Regions from separate parts of the Sus scrofa genome. Here region 1 is linked to region 2. A link is a contact called in public Hi-C data. All regions are on one chromosome and are shown on one strand. The core of a region is the stretch at or near the end of the contact, and the rest is flanking DNA. Distances in the headings are between cores, read along the strand shown.

Evidence for each region. Hi-C and Micro-C count contacts between places; a contact is called where the count stands out from the background.
Region 1: a contact with region 2 is called in a Hi-C map of mesenteric adipose tissue, with 2.1 times the contacts expected there. The contact joins the promoter of CHD9 here to the enhancer-like site in region 2. A contact is called at or near these places in 1 of 5 promoter capture datasets (liver), 13 of 47 Hi-C or Micro-C datasets (adipocytes, brain, embryonic fibroblasts and 9 more) and 2 of 2 datasets of contacts at active chromatin or transcription factors (alveolar macrophages and skeletal muscle).

Annotation. Positions count from the first base shown.
Region 1 is chr6:32,070,437-32,075,717 of Sscrofa11.1, reverse strand. CHD9 (chromodomain-helicase-DNA-binding protein 9) reads left to right here and starts at 3,743. Exons shown (of 40, transcript XM_021094174.1): 1 at 3,743-3,866.
Region 2 is chr6:31,921,646-31,926,738 of Sscrofa11.1, reverse strand. The region is part of intron 3 of CHD9 (chromodomain-helicase-DNA-binding protein 9); the gene reads left to right. Among named protein-coding and RNA genes, the nearest start is that of RBL2, 120 kb to the right of the region's middle. Within about 2 kb of position 2,603, at least 2 of the 83 cell types and tissues checked have an H3K27ac peak or open chromatin away from gene starts, as enhancers often do. A contact at or near this core is called in alveolar macrophages and mesenteric adipose tissue, where this site is marked.

The DNA.
Region 1 (5,281 bases), core at 2,494-4,993, 150 kb before region 2:
AGCTCTTGCCTACCTCTTTATATAGGTTACATATAAAGAGGTTATATAGATTACATCTCACAACATTATGAATTTATTTAAAATATTTATCTTGGAGGTCCCATAGTGTCGCAGCAGAATTGAATCCAACTAGGAACCATAAGGTTGCAGGTTCGATCCCTGGCCTCGCTCAGTGGGTTGAGGATCCCGCATTGCCATGAGCTGTAGTGTAGGTCGCAGATGTGGATCGGATCTGGCATTGCTGTGGCTGTGGTGTAGGCCAGCAGCTGTAGCTCTGATTCAACCCCTAGCTAAGGAACTTCCATGTGCCACAGGTATGGCCCTAAAAAAAAAAAAAAAAAAAAATGCAGCGAACAAAATTCACCCTTTGAAGGAAAGCACGGATGGAACAAGAGCACAGAGGGATGAAAAAAATGGTCTCTTGTCCATCCTCTCCGATATCTAAAACACAGTGTCCAGCATAGTTGTCCAGGTGCTCAGTCAACAGTTGTTAATGCTTAAAGGCAAACGTCTTGCAGGTGGGCACTTCAGGTTCTGGCCACACCTCTTGCTAACTCTGCCACCCAGGGCAAATTACCTAAGCATTATGAGTCTCAGTTTCTTTATCAATATAATGGGGGAAATAATAGTGGTTACTTCATTGGATTGCTGTGAGAATTAAACTAGTCAATCTAAAATTCTTAGTGCCGTGGAGTTCCCTGGTGGCTCAGTGGGTTAAGAACCTGACGTTGTTGCTGATGGAGCTGAAGTCACCGATGTGACCCAAATCACTGATGTGGCATGCATTCAATCTCTGGCCCAGGAACTTCTGCATGCCAGAAGCACAGCCAAAAAAAACAAAAAAAAAACAAAACAAAAAACAAAAAACTTACTTCCTAATGCATTACAAATAATAGTTATTATTATTATTATTGACACTACTTCCACTTATCAAACATGGTGCAGACCCTCAAGGAGATCGGTAGTTTCCAAAACTATAGTTTCCAAAAGACTGTGATTAGTGAAATGAGCCAAATGCTAGGAGAACTCAGAGGAGCAAGTCCTAAGGAAAACTTTAACCTCATCACATGATACCTGGCATCAGAATCGCAGAGGTTATAATCCAGGACTTTGCCCAGGCAGGCCTTGGGGCACAGTAGGGTGGAGTGTGGGCAGGAGGAGGCAGCCCTCGCAAGAACTGAGGCAAGAGCATTCTGGAAGTGACTCAGACACTTTAAAGTGACAGACTAGAACATGTACCCTTGTCTGACCGATTCACCTTCACCAGGGCACCAGCTGGCCCTGAAGAGGCTGAGGTGTTCCCTGGTCCCTGTCCTTCACACACACCCACCCCTTGCCCCTCCTGGCATTGCTCACAGGTACAGTGGGCAATGTACCTCTCCCTCCTCCTCTGCTCTGAGCACCTGACACCAGCACAGAGAGGACAAAGATTAAGCAGGTAGATGCAGATGGGGGTAGAGGGGTTGGCACAGGCCTCTGTCACAAAGTGTCTCTAATATTTCCACTGGTGAACTTACCCCCAGATATCTCCGCAGAGATAAACTGCCTTAAAAGAAGAAACTGCTTTTGCAAAATTGTCTCCAACACCAGGGCATTCTCTGCCTTTGGCGCCATATAAATTGATTTTTTTTTTAATCTTTTTGTCTCTTGAGGGCTGCACCACAGCATATGGAGGTTCCCAGGCTAGGGGTCTAATCAGAGCTGTAGCCACTGGCCTGCACCAGAGTCACAGCAATGCCAGATCCTTAACCCACTGAGCAAGACCAGGGATCGAACCCATGACTTCATGGTTCTTGGATTCGTTTCCACTGCACCATTATGGGAACTCCAAAATTGGTGGGTTTTTTTGGTCTTTTTTTTTTTTAGGGCCACACCTGCGGCATATGGAGGTTCCCAGGCTAGGGGTCTAATCGGAGCTGTAGCCACCGGCCTACACCACAGCCACAGCAACTCGGGATCCGAGCCACATCTGCGACCTACACCACAGCTCACAGCAACGCTGGATCCTTAACCCACTCACTGATCGAGGCCAGGGACCGAACCTGCAACATGTTTCCTGGTAAGAGTCGCTTCTGCTGCACCACGATGGGAACTCCCAAAATTGATATATTTTTGAAAAACAAGTCCACAGCACAATATTGTAAGTCAGCTATACCTCAATAAAACTCTAAAAAATGAAAGAAAAAAACATCATGAGAATTCCCATCATGGCTCAGTGGTTAACGAATCTGACTAAGAACCATGAGGTCGTGGGTTCGATCCTTGGCCTTGCTCAGTGGGTTAAGAATCTGGTGTTGCTGTGAGCTGTGGTGCAAGTTGCAGACACAGCTTGGATCTGGCATTGCTGTGGCTGTGGTGTAGGCCAGCAGCTGTAGCTCCGCTTAGACCCCTAGGCTGGGAACCTCCATGTGCTGGGGGTGCGGCCCTAGAAGACAAAAAAGAAAAAAAAATCATGTACTTAAGAACTCAATCACATAGCTTTGCATTTTTGTGTGTTAAAAGTGTTGATATGGAATGTATAAGCGAGGAGATCCTGCTGTATAGCACTGGGAACTATATCTAATCACTTGTGATGGAGCAGGATGGAGGATAATGTGAGAAAAAGAATGTGTGTATATATATGCATGTGTGTGTGTGTGTGTATGTGTGTGTGTGTGTGTGTGAGAGAGAGAGAGAGAGAGAGAGACTGGATCACTGTGCTGTACAGTAGAAAACTGACAGGACACTGTAAACCATCTATAATGGAAAAAATAAAAATCACTAAAAAATTAATAAAAAATAAGTGTTAATAAGTGTTACATAAATGTGAATTCAACAAAGGCAGAGATTCTGAGGTGCTTAAGTCTGCGTCATAACCCTTGTGCATAGGAAAGCGGCACATAGTAGGTGCTCAGTTAACATTTATTGAAGGAAGAAATAAATGAAATGTACACATTTAAAATAATCCACCATCTTCCTGACCTTGAGAACCAATTAATAGGTGCTCAGTCAAGGGCAGTGCTCCTCCAACCCTGGAGACAATTGGAAATATGAAATGTTGGTTTTAGTTGTCTCGGTGACTAAAGGGTGGCTATTCTAGGGGTCTTAAATGCCCTGCAGTGCCAGGATGGCCCCAACCAAAAAAAATGTCAATGGCATCCGGTTCAGAAACATAAACATCAACTTGCCAATTCCTAAGGGACCTGTGTCTCCAGACTCTACAGAATGTGACACAGACTGGGCGATTAATGAAGTTCAGCCAAAGAGACTGGAGGGAACCGGGAAGGAAGGCAACGGCTGGGGCGGGGACGGGGGGTGGCGGCAGTGGAGGGGGGTTAGGCAGGGCCAAAAGAGGGTTACTAGTAGAGAAGTAGAGAAAAGGCCTCCCGGCCTTGAGAGAAACCCAGGTCCCTTGCATCTTCTGATGTTCCCAGCATATTTAAAGGGCAGGCTATGCCAAATTGAAAAGCTTCTGGATGAAAGGCTAAGATCCCCGAGTCGGGCCAGGAAAATCCCAGGATGGCTCTCAGGCCAGCAGCCAGGGTCTGGCTGCCCCTCCGAGCTCCCAACAGAAAGTTCAGCAAGTTCAGGTCCTAGCGCCCTTCAGGGAGTGAAGGCCGTCCCACCCAGCCGGGATGTGTGCCCGGGGTGCGCAGCTTGTTGGAAAACCGCCCACGTGGGAAGCCCGGGCTGCATTTCCGCCTGAATCCGCCTGCGCTCCCACCTCCCAACCGATTCCCTGCGCGGCCGCCCCTCGCCCACTAGGTGGCGCCTGAGCTCTTGGTGGGCGCCTCTCCGGCGCAGACGAGAGCGACCGCCGAGCCCGGCGACAGATCGAACCCGAGTCCCAGGATTCCGGGAACTGGAGGGCAGCGCCGGCAGCCAAGGTAAGATTCCTGAGCCCCGGGCGTCTCCTGCGAACCTCTGTGGTTGGGGTGGGCAGCGTGGCGGCCGCCGAGCCCCGCTGGCCGTCTCCGCAGATGACCAGACTCGTCGCCGCGGCCGCACGTGTGGGTGCCTGCGGGAACCCGGAGACCCGGCATCTCCAAGCCAGGCCTAGAGGCAGAGCAGGACCCCGGGTCTCTCGCACACACACATCCTCCACTAGCCGGTGCCTCTGGAAAGCCTGCTCAGATTCCCGAACAGCCAGTCCTAGGAGGAAAAAAAAAAAAAAAAAGAGTTTCTGTTACCCAAAGCGACTGCAGCGTTGGAGCTGAGTGCACATTAGATCCAAAACACCATTTCTCAAACTTGCCTGCACGTTGGAGTCGCTTGGGAAGCACTGAAAAATACTGATGCCCCGTTTCCCTCTCACCCCACCCTCCTCCGAGACTCAGATGTAAGTGGTCTGAGTTGGGGCCTGGGCATCTGGAAATTTAAAGCTTCCCAGGAGATTCCAACTAGCCATCAAGTCTAAGGACCCTTGATCTAAAAAGATTGTAGAAAATAAAGCGGCCGACAGTTGTTGCAGCGAAGAATGCTGCTGCTGCTTCTCCTCCTCCTTCTTCAGCATGCCTTTGACAGGAAACATCTCCTTTGAGCTGTCAAACCCAAGATAACAAACCAACATCCTCCCTCCCCACAGGGCTGGTTCTAAAGAGGTTGAACTTGAAAGTGGACAGGGAACAGAAAGACACAGATGTAGAATATGAAAGAAGACTCTTGCGGGGGGGGGGTTCTCCTTATCCTGATCCCACAGGAAGTTCAGGGGGCCTCCTGGAGCTGCCATTATAATTTTAGTAAATGCTGCGCATACAGCAAAGCGGTTGTGAGCATGGGCTTGGAGTCCCCAGAGCCAGCCCTTCCTGGGCTGGATGACCCTTGAAAAACTCATGGATCCACTCCTCGCCTGAGTTTCTTCATCTGCAAAATGGGAGTGGAGCAGAAAGGTCTGAGAGTTGCTGTGGGAATGATTGACCGCCAGGGTCTGCTTGTGCCGGCCACTGTGCTAAATACTTTCTCTGCATTGCCACACTGACTCCTCACCATAGCTGAGGAGCCGGTGCTCAGAGAGGCCAAGAGACTTGCTCAGGGTTAAATAATAAGAGGCAGACCCTGTGTTTGAACCCAGGCAGTCTGATTCCAGAGCCCCTGGCAAAAGTAAAATAATCTGGGCGTTCCCTTTATGGCTCAGCCGAAACAAATCTGACTAGCATCCATGAGGACACAGGTTCAATCCCTGGCCTCGCTCAGTGGATTAAGAATCTGGCATTGCTGTGAGCTGTGGTGTAGGTCACAGATGTGGCTCAGATCCCAAGCTGCTATAGCTGTGGTGTAGGCCGGCAGCTGTAGCTCCGATTCA
Region 2 (5,093 bases), core at 1,354-3,853:
AAAAAAATGAATTTTTTAAAGAGTAAGAACTAAATTATGCTGGTAAATATATTTACTATGATTAATACCTAGCTAATATTTGGCCATTAATGACTGTGAATATGAAACAACTCAGTGAATTCAACTTTTTGAAAAAAATGAAGTTAACCTTTAAACAGGAAGTGATTTATAGTCCCAGTTACCAAAAGCTTACAATATAATTTTACTTTCATAAATATAAGGATTAACCAAAATAAAGAATCCCTTTAAAACTTGATTGTTAGTTCCCATTGTGGCTCAGGTTAAGGACTCGATGTTACCTTTGTGAGGATGCAGGTTTGATCCCTGTCCTCGCTCAGTGGGTTAAGGATAGGTATTGCCGTAAGCTGCATCATAGGTAGCAGATGGAGCTCAGTCTGGTGTTGCCATAGCTGTGGCGTAGGCCCTGGCTGCAGCTGTGATTTGACCACTAGCCAGTGAACTTCCATATGCTGCAGATGTGGCTGTGGAAAAAATAAAATAAAATAAAATCCAAAAAAAACTTGACTTTTTTTTCCAGATGAGTTTAAGCAAGTCTTGGGTTGAATTTTAAGCTGAAGTAATTTCATCAAGTTAAATGTGTTTCTTCTAAGAAAAAAAAAAAAAAGTTACATTATACATGTTTAACGACTTTAAAAATATCTCTAGTGCCTTCCACTGGGCATGCAAAAAAAATTTATAGTGAGAAATAATACATGTGCTTGTTTCCTTTAGTTATAAATTGGATGTGTTGATTCCAGCAAATAGAATAAATGGATTAAGACTCAATGTTTGAAACTACTTAAAAGAGACACATGCACCCGCATGTTCATTGCAGCACTATTGACAATAGCCAGGACATGGAAACATCCCAAATGTCCATCAACAGATGATTGGATTAGGAAGATATGGTGTATATATATACAATGGAATACTACTCAGCCATAAAAAAGAATGACATAATGCCATTTGCAGCAACATGGATGGAACTGGAGACTCTCATACTGAGTGAAATAAGTCAGAAAGACAAAGACAAATACTATATGATATCACTTATAACTGGAATCCAATATACAACACAAATGAACATCTCCACAGAAAAGAAAATCATGGACTTGGAGAATAGACCTGTGGCTGCCCTACTGGGAGAGGGAGGAAGTGGGAGGGATTGGGAGCTTGGGGTTATCAGATACAATTTAGAATAGATTTACAAGGAGATCCTGCTGAGTAGCATTGAGAAGTATGTCTAGATACTCATATTGCAACAGAACAAAGGGTGGGGGAAAAATGTATACATGTAAGAGTAACTTGATCCCTATGCTGTGGGGGGGAGATTAAAAAAAAAAAAGTAATCATTGTTTGCCCAATTATTGCAATGAGAGAAACAACAGGGGGCAATTACAGATTGACACTGTGTAGAATGCAGCTTGTTACACAGCCTCTGCTAAAAACCTGTGGGCAGTATTTAGTTAAGTGCATGAGTTACATCTGAAAATCAAATATAAACTTCAGGTAGAAACACTGAGGTTTTCTAGGGCTTGTATTCTACAAACGAATTAACATTTCAAATTTATACTTAGTTTGAAGTTACCCTCCTGAAACAAGGTTTTTTTTTTTTTTTTTTTTTTTTTGGTCTTTTTTAGGGCTGTACCCGCAGCTTATGGAAGTTCCCAGGCTAGGGGTTGAATTTGAGCTGCAGCTGGTGGCCAACACCACAGCCATAGTAATGCCAGATCAGAGCCGAATCTGCTGACCTACACCACAGCTCTTGGCAGTGCCAGATCATTTAACCTGTTGAGCAAGGTGCCAGGGGTAGAACCCATGTCCTCAGGATATTAGTCGGTTACCCCCTGAGCCACCATGGGAAGTCATGAAACAAGCTATGTTTTGATATTTAAGTTCATCTTCGTGCCTGAATACTTGTTGCTGCATTTTGCTAAAATTGATATCAGATCCCTTCAAGATTTTAAAAAACAAAATTTGTATAAAACCTTTATGGTTAATATATTCTGTGTTATTTTGTTGCTGTACTTTGGTGATGTTTCAAATAGCAGACTATCTATTTGAAGATTGTATCTAAAGTGAAATTTTATTTTAGAATTAATATAGTGAATTCTTTGTAATTCAGGATGGAAGAATGGAATGTTCTTTGGTAATTGGGTATTTTACTTAACTGATTTTATATCATTCTACTTTTGGATCATCTGATTTCCTTCAGACGACATTTTGGCTATCAGTTGTCATTGTACAGGCAGTAGAAATTTCTGGTCATTTGAATGTCAATAAACTTCAACCCTAATTTTCTAAAAGATAATGTAGTTTCATTCTCTGTTCATTAAAGTATATTTATTGATATTAAATATCGATTGATGGGTTGAAGTATAGTATCATTATATTTTAAAATCAGTAAGGGGAGTTCCCATTGTGACGCAGCAGAAATGAATCCTGCTGGTATCTATGAGGATATGGGTTTGATCCCTGGCCTCTTCAGCCTCGATCAGTGGGTTAAGGATCCTGCATTGCTGTGAGCTGTGGTGTAGATTGCAGTCAAGGCTTGGGATTCCGTGTTGCTGAGACTGTGGTGTAAGCTGTAGCTGTAGCTCTGATTCTACCCCTAGTCTGGGAACTTCCTTATGCCACAGGTGTGGCCCTTAAAAAAGAGGCAAAAAAATAAAATCAGTAAGGTGTGTTGGATATAGTAGAGTAGGAATAAAGAGGCCTTTATTGTCCTCCACCAGACTTAGGATTTTTGGCCTTTTTTTGTGTGTGTGTGCTGAATTTTCCCTATTAGTTTAGTGGGACTGATGCCTACCTTGCCTACCTATGAGTTTTTCTCAGATCAACTGAGAAATTGCAGACAAATGCACTTTGCAATTTTAAGTGTTCTATAAGTATAAAATAGTTTTATTATCTTGAATATTTGTTCCAAGAGTTTTCTTCACTAATTATTTTGAGCCGTTGATTCCCAAATCTGGTGGGGATTTCTTTAAAGTATGATTGGGGTCCCACTTACTAGATGAGAATTCTGGACTTGGAACCTACAAATCTGGGGTTTTGTTTTGTTAGATTTTAGTTTGAGCTAATCTCACACTTGCAAAAATAGGTAAGAGTTCTCTTAGGCTTGTTACCCAGTTTCCTCAAATGTTAGCATCTTATGTAACCCGGGCACAATGATCAAATCCAGGAAGTAAACACTTAACGTAATCCTAGCTTATTTACAGACCTCATGCAAATTGTGTCAATTGTTCCATTTTTTTGGCCAGGATCCTGTTCAGGATCCCACATTTCATTTTGTTATCATGTTTATTTACATGCCTCCACATTGAAATAATTCATCAGTCTTTGTCTTTAATGACATTTTCAATTTCGAAGCATATTGGCTAATTATTTTGTAGAATGACTCTCAATTCGGTTTGTCTTATTTTTCTCATCAGGAATTTGTATTTTTTACAAATAAGTTCCTTATGAAGCCTGCCTCACACATTTAGGAATTACTGATCAATACCAACTAAATGTTTGTTCCCCCTTGTAGTATCACTTTTATACCATTTTAGAACTTATAATACACTGATATGACTTCATTATTTCTATAAATTAGCACTCCGTGTAAGTAACCATAGTGTGTGTGTGTGTATTTTAACTCATAATTATGTCAGTTAAGAATGGCTTAAAGTTTTAGAATCTACTTTTTTCCTACCATGGAAATGTACCCCCCCCCCTTTTTTAACAGAATGGGCATGTGTAAACATTTTGTAAACATATTTGAAATATCTCTTACAAAGTTAGAATTTGAAAAATATTTTTGCATGAGTTACAAATAGTTAATGAGTTTATGAAATAGGTTGCTATTCCAGGCCTATAGAAAATATTGGAAGGATGGAATTCCTGTTGTGGCTCAGCAGTTAACGAACCCAGCTAGTATCCATGAGGACATGGGTTCATTTGCTGGCCTCGCTCAGTGGGTTAAGGATCCAGTGTTGCCGTGAGCTGTGGTGTGAGTCACAGACATGGCTCAGATCCCATGTTGCTGTTGCTGTGACAGTGGCATAGGCTGGCAGCTACAGCTCTGATTTGACATCTGCCTAGCCTGGGAATCTCCATGTGTTGTGGGTGTGGCCCCAAAAAGACAAAAAAAAAGAAAAGAAAAAGAAAATATTGGAAGAAAATATAGAATATATGAAAAATAAAATTTGAGAGATTTTCTTTGTTTTTAGTACATTTTTTCAAATAATAAAATAAAGGTTTATCTAAGGTTATCTAACCTACGCCCCCTCCACCAAAAGGTGTGGTGTTTAATATTAATTTGGTAGCACTTAGTAATATTTAGGCAATATTTATTTATAAAAATAATGTTAAGGCATCTTAGTACACTGTACTTAGTGAGTTTTCATTTCATTATTTTATACCACAAGAAAGGAAAAATAGAATCTCTTCATAGGCATTCATAAATACAAAAAAATGTAAATATCCTTGCTTCTGATTTCATTGAAATTTTTATTCAGTGGGATTTGAGTCTTTAAGCAGCCACATAGATACCATATCAGAATATGTATTTCACATGCAGAATTTACTTAGCCTACCAAACACTGAGAAAACACCTTTTAAAACAGTATGTGGAAGGGTATTAACAGGCCTTGATCTCCATTTTCATAGGAAGTTGTTTTAAATAACTACTTTCCTTTCACCAGTGTTGTCCTCATCTACAAACTAGTCTAAAATATGTGTATAGGTTTGGCTATGGATAGCAAGGGGGCGGTGTGTGAAAACTGTTTCTGCCAATCTGGTTTACTTGAGGTTATCCCTTACCTTGCCTTAGATGGTATTAAATAACCATAAGTAGCATAGTGGCTGCCTGTAGGAGGAGGTTGTTACCTGAAGAGAAAGCATGGCAGGAGACTTCTGGGAAACTGATGATGTCTTATTTCTTGATCTAGAAGCTGTTACTTGTTTATGTTCAGTTTGAGAAAATTCACTGAGCTACACTCTTGAGGTGTGCACTTTTCTGAATCTACATTATTCTTTGATGTTAGTATTCTTAGTTTTAGGGAAAGTGAAGGATTGCCTTTGGGGGCATTTTGAGGTTTTAATGTCTATAT